Linked DNA regions of Bos taurus: region 2 is linked to region 1. Evidence: chromatin contacts called from public Hi-C data. All regions are on one chromosome and are shown on one strand. Each heading gives the region's core, a stretch centred on a gene start, on an enhancer-like site or on the middle of the called end of the contact. The rest is flanking DNA. Distances are from core to core; before and after follow the strand shown. Region 1 has its middle 78 kb from the start of ZFP36L2. Region 2 holds the start of ZFP36L2 (ZFP36 ring finger protein like 2).

What was found. Hi-C and Micro-C count contacts between places; a contact is called where the count stands out from the background.
Region 2: a contact with region 1 is called in a Hi-C map of skeletal muscle, with 12 times the contacts expected there. The contact joins the promoter of ZFP36L2 here to the enhancer-like site in region 1. A contact is called at or near these places in 4 of 11 Hi-C or Micro-C datasets (blastocyst, blood, skeletal muscle and 1 more).

The regions. Positions count from the first base shown.
Region 1 is chr11:25,430,119-25,436,212 of ARS-UCD2.0, forward strand. No RefSeq gene overlaps it. Among named protein-coding and RNA genes, the nearest start is that of ZFP36L2, 78 kb to the right of the region's middle. Within about 2 kb of position 3,238, at least 53 of the 102 cell types and tissues checked have an H3K27ac peak or open chromatin away from gene starts, as enhancers often do. A contact at or near this core is called in blastocyst, blood and skeletal muscle, where this site is marked.
Region 2 is chr11:25,507,879-25,513,924 of ARS-UCD2.0, forward strand. ZFP36L2 (ZFP36 ring finger protein like 2) reads right to left here and starts at 2,866. Exons shown (of 2, transcript NM_001191191.2): 1 at 2,515-2,866; 2 at 1-2,022. The coding sequence starts at 2,565. The coding sequence ends at 616.

The DNA of each region.
Region 1 (6,094 bases), core at 1,988-4,487:
CTCTAACTGAGGAAAGCAGTTGAGCTTTTCACTAGCATTTGAGCTTAGTCTGCAGCCAAGAAGGAGAATACTACAGCAGAACACCCACTAGACTAAGCTGATGACCCTGTGATCTCAAACTTGAAAAGAATCCAGGGGTCTGAGCAGACCACAGGCTGAGTTCAACAATGGTATCCGTCATTCTCAAGGTGTGCACGTTGCTGAGAGCGTTAATAAGAACTCAAAAGGGAACCTGAAAGATTCCAAGAGCAGATGTAACCAACTGACTTAATGTTCTTCAATTGTTCAGGAGTGACCTCTTCTCTGAAACCCTCCCTAACTCCCTTTTTCCTTCTCTATGGGACCCCAGCCTATTGGCTGGTTAGCGATCACTGCCAAGCATTTTTTCACATTTATTATGTCCTTGGTTCCTCAGTGGAGTCCCCCACTTGGCGGGGCAGTTGGGGGACAGAGACCCAGCAAGACTGGGCTGGGTGGGGCTGAGCCCTGGCCTGCTTCTCCAGGCCTCCTCCTGGAGGGCCTCCTGGAGGGCCTCCAGGCCCATCCCCTCCTAACTTGGAGCAGCATTCTGCCCTGTTCTGGGAAGCCAAGGCAGCAGCTGGTGTTGGCGTGCAGAGTGGGCAGACAGGGAGAATGGGGGCGGGGGAGGGGAGCAGACCCTGCCCAGGTGTGTTATCTGCTCTCAGGATCTTTTCATCAGCTGCTGGGGCAACAGGAGTGACCTCAGCAGTGGGTTTTTTTGGTCTTTTTGTTTGGTTGGTTTTTTTCTTTTTCCTTCTAAGAACAATTCATTTTGGTCTCACAACTGGAGTTAAAGTGGCGGGTGTTGAGAAACCTCCCCATCCCCCTTCCCTGGCCCCAGGCAGTGACATTTGAGGCGCTGTCTCCTGGGGCCACAGAGGATGGGATCGGGGCAGTTCAAAGGGCTGGCTCCTTTCCCTACCCACCCCCCAACCCCCACCGCCAACTTTCCCTCACCGCCTCCCTGGCAGGACAGGCTTGGGCAGCCTTCCATCAGGGACCAGACCCTGAGCCTCTCTTGGCAGCCTCTCAGCCTCACTGCCCTGCTGTCCATTTCTGAAGGTGGGGAGGGGCAGAGTAGGACAGTGGGGTAGGGGGAGCAGGAACGGAACCCCTCCCTTCTCATCCCATCTAGCCACGGAGGGGACACCAGGGGAGGCTGAAATGAAACAGTGCATGCCTCTGGTTGCCCCTGGCACCACTCTACTGACCCCCTGGTACCCTCCATGTGCCACTGACCATGCTGGGTCAGCTCGGGGACACTGACAAGGTGAGGGGAGGAGAGGATCCTGGGCTATGGATGAAAAGCACAGGCTTCGGCTCCCTGGAGGCTGCCTGGAGCCAGGTGGGGTGGGCGAGGGGTCGTCTGAGGGAGCCAGTCCCTGGGGCAGGGTGACTGGTCAGTGAGGCAGCCCAGCCTGGGCCTGGGAACTCAGAGGCCCGTCCCAAAGGCCCAGGGGCAGCTGTGCCTGCATAAGACAGAGCTTAGAGCACATGCCTGAGGCAGCAGAGGGCTGGATTTCGGGGCTGCACCCCCAGGATCCAGCAGGACACACTGAGGGGCTCGGGGCTCAGCCCATATCTGAACGAAGAGAGAGGGAATAAGCTTAGGGCAGGGGTGAGAAGGGGTCTCTTAGACCTGACTCCAGACAGCATTTCCTGGGAGGTAAACCAAGGTTCCTATGTGGCAAGGAACTCAGCCAAGTACCCGAGGCTAAAGATCAAAGAGCTGAGGGTCCTGATTTACCTGCCCCGCTAGCTTCTGGCAAGGGCCCTCCAGCACCTCTCCTTCCAGGACACAAGAGGCTGCAGGCTGCAGTGCCGAGAAGAGAGGTCGGAGGTGGTGGTGATGTCAACCAAGGAATTAAGTAAGCAGAGGAGCTGATAACATCTCCCAGCAAGTCTCGCTGTGGGCAAGGTGACTCATCACAGACAGAGCCCCGCCATCTCGGGCTGGTGGTTGTTGCGCCTGGGCAGTGGGGCCCGGGAGGTGGAGGGGGCCTGGCTGGGTTCCTCGCTGAGCCCTCATGGAGATGTAGCCTCAGAACACAGTGTCCTACGCCTCCAGAGCTCACACCTGGTTCAGGAAACAGCCCTCCCTCCCACTGTGTGTGATTATCTTTGTCCACCGCGTTTGGTGTGTGTTTGTGGGGTGTGTCAGGGTGATTTCCCCAACCAGGTCCCGCCGGGCACTCCAGGCACCAGAGATCACTAACAGCAGAACAGCTGCTCCCCCTGGTTGGATGACCGTCTGCGGCTACACCACCAGCGGACGCACGCTGCTAACCGTGACCACGTGGCTTCCTCACGGAGGGTACAGCCTGTCCCCCCAGCGGCAGGCACCTGTACAGCTGCCTCCACCCAGCCCTGCTGAGAGGGTCTAAATTGTTGGATTCTCCCCCTCCCCAGGGGCACCATGAATGGTTGTACAGGTTGAGAACTGTACAACTGGCGGGGCCACCGTTCACTTTACAGTCTATGTGCTAGACCGCGTGGCTGTGCACGGTCCCTTCCCTTTGCTAATTACTTGTCATTCCCCAGCTCCACCTAGAATGATCTATTTAGCTTGCCCATAACGAGTTTGTCTTCATACCCAACTTTCCCCTGTGAGGGTAAACATCTCCCTTTACCACCTGACTCCTTTCATTCATTCAGTCATAGCACAAAAAATTGTTGAGCTTGTAGCAAAGGAACAAGACAGGCCCTCCCCGAGTCACAGAGCTCACATTCTAGGAAGAGGGAGATAATAAACAAATAATCTGATACGTAAAACTGCAAGTGACAGGGAGTGCCGTGAAGAAAAATAAAGCCAGGCCAGGAGACGGAGGGTGACACGGCTCTGCTTCTGCCAAGACTGTTCAGAAAGGCTTCTCCCTGAGGAGTGGAGACCCGGAGTCAGTAAAAGAAGGAACTTTCCTGGCAGAGCCCCTCCCGCCAGGCATCCAGTGCCAAAAGAAAGTTCTCTAATCCTGCCTGTTCTGCCAGGAGCCTGTGGCATGGCCCGGGGCACTCACTTCCAGCGCGGGGTGTCCATTTCCTCCTTGACAAACAAGAGGCCTAGTTGCCCTGCCTCTCTGAGGGCTCCTCCAGCATGAATCCACCCACCCCGAAGCCCGAGGAACTTCATGACAGGGCCTGAGTTGGAAGGCCAGCTTGACTACCTCCAAGCTGTGTGACCTCAGGCAGGTTACTTAGTCTCTCTGAGCCTGTTTCCTTATCTGTAAAATGCCTTCCTCGGGGTTTAGTGAAGGATTAAAGGAGCTAGTGGATGTCACCACCAGGTATATAGGAGGTGCTTAGTAGACTCTAGGGCCACACCTGGAGAGGTGAGGTGATGGGGTGTTGTTAAGAGGGGCCCAAATGGTTGCCTTTCATTAAGGGAGCCCAGAGAGGGTAACGCTGACCTAAAGGCTCGAGGCTCTGCCAGCTGCTCCTGTGTACAGAGAACAGCTGAGGGAGCCCCCAGGCCAGGACTCTGCCTCGCAGACCCTGAGCCTGGGGGAGGGCCCTGTGCTGGAGTCCACTGACGTCAGCAGGTAGGAGTCGGGTGGGGTGCTGTGGTGTGGGCCCTTGAACTGTCACACCACGGCCCGGCTTTCAACTTCCTCTGGGGCCCAGGGTGTGCTCGGCTTGCCCTCCCTTCCTTCCTCCCTCGTCAGGCTGCTGTGAGTAAGCTCCAGTCATTGTGCTCCCTCTCAGCTCCTAGGGTTCATCCCAGACCCCCACCCCATGAACAGGTCTCTCCTGCATCCCCAAAGGAACCCTAGCACAGACCCGCCAGACATGGGGTGCTGGCAGTAATTAGGGTAGCCCTGACTCTGCCTCGGCCATGTACTGTTTATCCATGACCTCCCTGGATGTGAATCCCACTTGTGGGCATTTTTATCCTCATTCTTACTTGAGGAAACTGAGGCTGCAGGGTTAAATGTCCCGAGAGGAGCCTTGCAAAGCAGACTTGAGAGGCAGGAAGATGAGGGACGGCACAGGTGATGAACTGGTCTGAGGCTGGGGTTGGGGGCGGGACAGACTCCTGTCCCACAGATGACTGCAGGCCATGGTGCGCAGGCCTCTCCTGCCGCCCACCTGCTGCTTTAGGATCCCCAGGCGGGGCCTGACGCTCTGAGCCTCCAACAAGTTCCCAGGTGGCCCGGACGCCTCTGGCTCAGTCTAGAAGGCCAGAGCTGGGCTGCAAGCCCCAACAGAGGCCATACCTCAGGTCCCTCCTGCAAGGAAACAATAACGGTGACAGTTAACATTTATGGACAACTTTCCTGCACGGCAGGTGCTGCACTAATTGCTTTACTTATATGAATCTACATAATTCTCACAACAGCTCTGTGAGGGAGGAAATTGGGGCACAGGGAGGTTAAGTGACTCGCCTAAGGTCACACAGAGTTGGCATTCAATCTAGGCAGAGGCCATACTCACCTCCCCTTGAATTGGGGTTTCCTGGAGCAGGGAAGACCTGGGATCAGGGGTGTGAGCTGGACCTGGTGGGCACCGGGGAGCCACGGCAGTGTTCTGAGCAAGGGACCAGTATGTTCCCAGGACTGGCCATGTGCCCACAACTGCAGATAAATAACCCCACTGAGGCTGAATGTGGGACCCCTCTTACCGGGTTTTGTGGTTTTGACAAGACAAGACAGCGCAATGCTTCCTCCAAAGGAAAGGTCCGATGACGAGGTCGGCCAGCCCTGTGTTGGGCATGAGCAGTAGTGGTGGGAGCTTAGGCATCGGGAAGGGAGCCCGTAGCTGCTTCCTCTGCCCCCTCTCCCCACCCAAGGGGCCCTGCTACAGACGGGTGCACAGTTCTCATGCCTGGGGTCTCAGAGCAGTCAGCCTGCTGGGGCCACCTGGCTTTCCACGTGTCTGTGTGCACATGTGCGTGTGCACATGTGTGTATGTGTGTGTGTGTATAAAAATGCAAGGAGACGGGGCCTCTGCATGCTCCTGTTTGCAGGGGAACCTGTCCCCCACCCCCACCTGCTACTGCAGCCACAAAGAACAGGATGCCCCGACTCTAGTCTGCACCTCTGGGGCCCGGTAACCACAGCCACCACGTCAGTGGTGTGTGCACCAGGCTGGGGGGGAGGTGGAGCCATGGATGCAGGGTGTGCAGGTGTGCCCCTTGTGTGTGCAGGGCTGGCCTGAGGGGTGTGGTTCCAGGGAGGAGGGCAGGCAGGGCATAGAGTCCCCCGGCTCTGACCACAGGTCCTGTGGTCCAGCAGCTGCCCTGCCCCCCAGCCCCTCAGAGGCCTAGCCTTGTCTCCCACAGGTGCTCCTCTCTGAGCCACAGGCCCAACAACAACAGTGCACATGTCTGCGGAGCAGCTATAATGCCTGACACAGGTCCCAGCACTCAGGAAACATCGTGAGCAAAGCCAAGATCCCCGCCCTCACGGGGCCAACGTGCTAGCTAGGGAGACTCAGTAGATGGGCTATATAAAATAATGTATGTAAGCAGTTGGTGGGAGCCATGGGGGAAAAGGGGCAATGAAGAGTACCAGGTAGGTAAGAGGGGGTGTGTGTGAGGGGGTCTGAATGCCGGGCTGTGTATGTGAAGAGGGGTGTTCTGAGGGCATCTGTATGTGTCCACATGCACACAGGTCACAGAATTATTGATAAGTTGGATGGTCTGTATAGGCCCCACTGAGAAGGTGACATTTAACAAAAGCTTGGAAAGAGAAAAAAAAAAAGCTTAAGGAGGAGGAAGCCAAGTAGGGTCTGGGAGGAAACACTCCAGACCAAGGAAACAGTCAGAACAAAGGCCCTGGGGCAGAAGTGTGTCTGGTCGGGACTGAGGGAAGGATAAGCTGGCCTGAGCGTGGATGATGTGGCTCCACTCCTCCTGACATCTGCTCGCCTTGCTCAAAGTGAGGGCCTGATTGTCCATGGGTTAAAGAAAAAGAACCCTGTGGTACCTACAGAAAAGGCCAAGGGCTCTCTAAGGAACCAATGTCTTGGGAAGTAGGGGACAGAGAGGAAAAAGGGGGTTTAGACTAGAAGGAGCCTATGGCTGAGCTCGGGGAGAAGGCCCTAGGCAGGAGGCTTCTAGAGTGGGGAGAAGTCTCAG
Region 2 (6,046 bases), core at 1,616-4,115, 77 kb after region 1:
CTACTATCAAGGCATATTCTTGGCAGAATATTGGATTCTAAAAGCTTATAGGTTTATTAGCAAGGCGGTGGTTGGCTGGTTTGTTTACACTGGTCTGGGACAAACAATTAGGAAGGAACCTCTCTCAAGATAAGAGTCCTGACATCTGGACTGTAACTAATGCTTTTCAAGTGAAGATATGGAATGGTGGTTGATAGCTGCTGGTGCTGGGTTGATTTTTCCTAAAATCCCAAACTCATCGGAGACCTAAAAAAGTTTGTTGTTTGTTTGGTTTTTGTTCTATTCGCATCACAACTGCTCTGTTGTGAGTCTTTTGTTCATCAATACAAAAAGTTCGTTGGCTTTTTTCCCGCTCAACAAGAATGAAACTTCGTAATAATAATAAAAATAATAATAATAATAAAAAAACAAAAAACGAAGAGGGAACCGAAAGGGGAGGGGTGGGGGCCCCTCCCGGCACTCAAGTTCGAGTCCAAGTGCTCGGCACAGCCTGCAGTCTGCTTGTGGCCGATGTCACCCCCCACACTCCCGTGGCCCCCTGCCCCTAAGCAGGGGCACCCTCCAACACCCCCAGAACGGCCTTCCCTTCCTCCTCCTCACTGGCGCCCTCTTGCCTCAGTCGTCGGAGATGGAGAGGCGGCTGAAGATGGGTAGGCGGCGACCTGGGTCAAGGCCGGGGGACTCAGAGCCGCTGAGGCTGCCCGAGCTCAGGGAGCCGCTCAAGTAGCTGTCGCGGTCCGACAGCGAGTCTGGGGGGCTAGGGGGCGCGTCGAACACCGGCGACTCGGACAGGCGGCGTGGCAACTGGAAGCTGAAGGGCGGCGAGGGCGGCGCGGCGGCGCTGGCAGGGAGGGGCGCGCTGGGCGGCGCCGGGGGCTGCGCGGGGGGCACCAGGCCCTGCTGCTGCTGTTGGCTGCGATAGTAGGCGGCAGCAGCCACGGCGGCGAAGTTGTGGGTCTGGATGGCCAGCGGCGTGATGAGGCTGCTCAGCTCCGGGCCGAAGGCGAAGGCGTTGTTGGCGCACGAGGCCGACGAGCAGGTGGCGCAGGGTGCGCCGGGTGCGAGCAAGTCCTCGGCGCCCCCGGTGCCGTACAGCAGCGCGGCCGCCGCCGCGGCCGCGCAGCACGTAGGGGCGCCGGAGGGCGTGGAGGCTGCCGAGGCCGAGGAGCAGGACGAAGCGGACGACGAGCAAGACGAGGCCGAGGAGCAGGAGGGTGGCGGCGGCGTGCGCGACGTGGGGCTGTCGAGAAGCAGGGGCGACTCTAGGCCCCCAGGGGGCTGGTGGTGGCCCGACGGGAAGCCCGAGAAGCTGAGGCTATGGTGCAGCTTGGGCCGCGGTTCCCGCGGGAAGCCTAGGTGCAGCGCATCGCGGGCGCTGAAGGTGCGCAAGTCCCCGGAGGCGCCCCCGGACGGCGCGGGTCGCCGCTCATCAGCGTTGTGGATGAAGTGGCAGCGCGGCCCGTAGGGGCAGAAGCCGATGGTGTGGAAGGTGCGGCACAGCTCGGTCTTGTACTTGGGGTGCCGCGTCAGGCTGCGCAGCTCGTGGAAGCCGTGTGCGAACTGGCACTTCTCGCCGTACTTGCAGGTGCCACTCTCCTCGAAGGGCCGGCACAGCTCAGTTTTGTAGCGCGTCGAATTGATCTGGGAGCCGCCGCCCCCCTTCTGCTGTTGCTGCAGGTGCAGGAGGTGCTGGCTGCGCTCCCCGTTCTCGCTGAACGAGCGGTCCCGGAATTTGTTCTCCTTGTTCAGCAGGGCGGTGCCGCCGCCCCCCGACGGCTCCTTGAGGGTGCCGTAGGAGGCCGAGCCGCCGGCCGCCGCGCTACCGTTAGCCGCGCCCGGGAACTTGGGCGAGCAGCTGCCGGGGCTAGGCGCGGGGTGGGCGAGCGCGTGCAGGTTGCTGGCCGAGTGCCGTCGGAGGAAGCCCGGCGTGAAGCCCGAGCTGGGGGCGGTGGCCACGGGTGTCCCCACCGCCTTCTTGTCCAGCATGTTGTTCAGATTGAGGTTGGCCAGGGATTTCTCCGTCTGCCAAGAGGAGGGGAGCGGGGAAGAGATGAAAAGGGAGGAGGGAAGAGTTGGGGCGAGTTGCGGAGTAGCCACTACCAGCCCTCCGATTCTTTTTCTTTTTCGGATCTCGATTCGGCCCAACTTCCACCCTTAAACGCGCACAAGAATCAAGTTCGCACTGGGAGGAGCCGGACTCTCCCACCCTAGGCCGCCCTGCGGCGCGACATGTGATCCTCAGCCGTGGGCCGCAGGCCTGGGCGGCGCAAATCCCGTCCGGGAAGCCCCGGGCAGCGTGGCTGTGGTCAGCTGCGGAGAAACTAACAGCTACAGCGACTCCCTTCTGCCTTTCCTCCCAGCTGCTCCTTCTCCCCGCCCACAAGGCTCGAGCAACAGTGCAAACTCTGGGATTTTTCCCCAATCTAAAAAAGTCAGAGCGGGAAGAGAACCCCCAAAGCCGAGGACAGAAGGCCAAGCCTGAGAACTCGAAGGGCTCCCTGCTCACCCGCGTACCTTGCACAAGAAGTCGATATCGTAGAAGGCGGACAGAAGTGTGGTCGACATGTTTCTGGATCCTCTAATGGTCGGAGCTGGAAACTGGGAGATCCGGAGGAGCCCTCGGGGCGGCGCGGCCGGGCCCGAGCCACGACGAGTAACGGGCGAGGGGCGAGGAAGGGACCGAAAGTTTGCTGGGGGCCGAGAAAAGAGGGAGCGGGGGCAGCAGCGTGGACTGGGTTTGAGGGTGCCCGGGAGTGCGGAGTTGGGGGGAAAGAAGAATTAAGCTAGAGCGCACCTCCGCGCCCCGGGGTGCCCGGCCCGCCCCCCCCGCGCGGAGCCGACGGCAGCTCGCGGACTGGTGGAACTCAGCGGCCCGCGAGCGCGCGCCCTATATAGAGCCCCCGGAGCGCGGCCGCTCCGGGGCGGGCGTGCCAGGGGAGGGGACAGAACGCTGACCCCGCCGGGGTCTCCAGGCAACGCCGCCCGCCCGCTGGCGGACGTCAGGAGCCTTCCTGGCCTCCCATTGGCCGCCGCCAATTTTTTTCCTCTGGGGGAGGGGACGGAGAGGCCTCGGGGCGGGGCTGGCCGCCTTGGGCGCCCGGGGCGGCGTGGAGATCTCGGCCCAGATGGGTGCTGCTGGTTGGTGGCGGGAAGATACGGCTCCCTTCCTCTGGGGCTGTTCTGTCGGAAATCCCCAGCACGTCTAACGTGGTTGGGTTTCTGCAGCCCTGAACGTGTCTTTCCCCGCCCGATCCTGCTAGGCGAAATTTCGGAGCTTTTATCTCCCACTCTTTTATACTGGGCGCGGGAATTGCAAAGTGCAAGAATATTGCAACCGTCCGCGTGGCCCGGCTGCTTTGCAAAGGGTCCTCTGGCCGGGGGGGCGGGGACTTTGGGCCCTAGTTTAATGGGTGGTGGCTGCGTCCCGACTGCACGTGGAGATGCGGTGGGGGTGGGGGCGGGAGCGGCCACGCGGGCGGCCGCCTGGGCAGTCTCTCCCGGAGGAGCCTGGGCCCGTTTCTCCGCCCCTCTTCCCGCCCAGACTGCAGTAAACAGGGCTTGAATGCCGAGGCCTGCCGGGCAGGGCTGAGTGTCTGAGGACAAGGCGCTGGCTTTGCTAATCACATCACAAGACCTTGAGCCAGGGCCAAAGTCGCAGAGTGGCGCGGGGCGTCCCGGGCGGGAGAGCCGGCTGGGAGGACGGGAGGAAAGGCCGGGAGAGCCGCGCAGGCATGGAGGCCACTTCCCGCCGCCTTGTCCGTCTGCTGGTCTGTCCGGCTTTCCCCAGTCTTCCTGGGGGTCGAGGTACAGCTGCCAGCCGAGGCTCCCGTCCGCGGCAGCCTTGGCCTGGCGCGCCTTCCTAGACCCTCCCTAGCCGTTCAGGGCGCCGCGCCCTTCCTTAGCTCGTCCTGGGTTGCGAGCTCCCGCTGAGGCCGACTTTCAGCCAGGCAAGGCTGGGCACCGATGATTCCCCTAGTGGGCTCTCCTTACCTTCTCTTGCCAGTCCCACACCCCAGAAGCCTGCATTGATATAAGATTTTGCCAGCCGGTGCCCTCTGGGTGCGAGGCAGACACCACCCCGCCCCAGCACCCAGTGAGGCTTAAGCCGCTGTCAGATCTGGGGTCCGGTCCAGGACACTTCTCCGCAGACGCTGCCTCTGAAAGGCTGGAATCCGGCCCATGATTTCGCACACCTGGCAGCCTAGGCTGTTACTGGGCCTAAATTGGAAGGTCCAGTACCTGCCAGGGAAAGAAGCTCCCGCGACCCACGCCCCCTTGCCCAGTTGATCTTATTTCTGGCTGTGTATCCTTGTGCTTATTTACATTCCGCTGCACTCACTCCCTCTCTCAATACCCTGGGAAGGAATGAACTAGGCCTGTCTCTCAGGAAACCAACTCCTTCAAGTTCAGCTTGCATGCAGAGCCAACTGCTGGACTCTCCACCCATCCAGGGTGCTTGAGCCAGGGCAGGGCTGCAAGGACTTCAGGATCAGAAACATAGGGCTGGAGTTCAGACTCCTTCCCTTATAAACCACATGGTTTTAGACAAATCACATAATCACTTGGGCACCTGGGTTTCCTTGTAAAACTAACATAATTCCTGCTTTACTAATATATCACCTTTTGTCAAGGTGCCAATGCAAATGAGTTATCTGTTATGGTGTTTAAAAGATAAACAAGTGTATTCCATCTTATTAAATTGACAAAGCAAAAAAATGGAGCAAGTCAGACCTCCGGATCAAGGCTAGATGGGTGAAGGTCCACAGAATGGTGAATGTAGAGCTGAGAGGGCACCAGATCTCGGACCCTCCAGCTTGGAGCCAAGGGCAGTGACCTCAGAAGAAGTGACTAGTCTCACCACCCAGCCTACACTGATCGTTAGACAAGGCTGGGCATTCGTGGCGGACACTTGTAGCCTAGAATACCCAAGAACCCTGACCCTGTTTTTGTTCCTTATTGAAATGAACCCAAACGCAAAGAGTTTGAGGATGGCTCTGACAGTGGGGTATTCTGAATTGCCCTGGGAATGCATCAGCAAAGTGCGAAACAGCCATTTCCCAGGCCACCACCCCTGCTATTGAGGGTCAGTGACGAGATTTCACATACAAAAACCAGTGGAAACATGTGCCTCTCCTGTACTCCCAAGCTGGTGACAGCCAGCCAAGATCAAAATCTGGGGTAAGTCCCAGTCAACACCTATGAGAACACCCACTTTGCGAGTTGGGTAGAAGACTTTGGGGCTTGTATGCAAACATGCTATGGTACATGCTTTGGTACAGAGTACCTGCTGGTAAAAATATTTTTATTATTATAGAACTGCTTTTATTTCATTTTAAATGGAGAAAAAGGGTATGCTGGCCTTTTCCAGTGAGCTGTTTATTAGAGCCAGTTTCATAATTATTCTACCATGGTTATCATTATGTTGTACCAACAATTACCTGACTTCTCACCAGCCGTGTCTTCTCAGAACAAAAAGAAATGTTAAGCTGGCAACTTTCCATCAAGTGTGGGATACACAGATGCCTAACCAGGTAATTAATTCAGGATCACAACAAACACATTTTGAGCTGAATAGTGCAAAACCACCAGGGAATTTCCTGTTCTTTTTAGGACAAAACTTTGGACACTAAATTAACTTCTTTCCATGCCTCTTCCTACAGCTCTTTACTAGTAGGCTCTATTTATTTAGTGTTAGGTGGTTTTCTTTCAAAGAGAAACAAATTATATTTGAAATATAAATCTTTCTGCAGTAGGAAATGATCATATCAAACCCTCTTCCCTCTAAACTGCCTGATCAAACCCTCAAACATCAATAAAATAATTATAACTGGTTGCTCACCTGTGAAGTATTTTAAAATATTTAGACTCTAAAAGCTGAACCAAGTGTACATTCAATTACTGAAATGGTTTCTTCAGATAACTAGGATGAAGTGGACGTGGATGAGGTTATGACCTATCCAAGCTATGAGTTTCAAGATAACTGTCTTTGAGTGACACTCTGAAATTACAAATTAAAAACGGTAAGCCAGGAGAAGGCAATGGCACC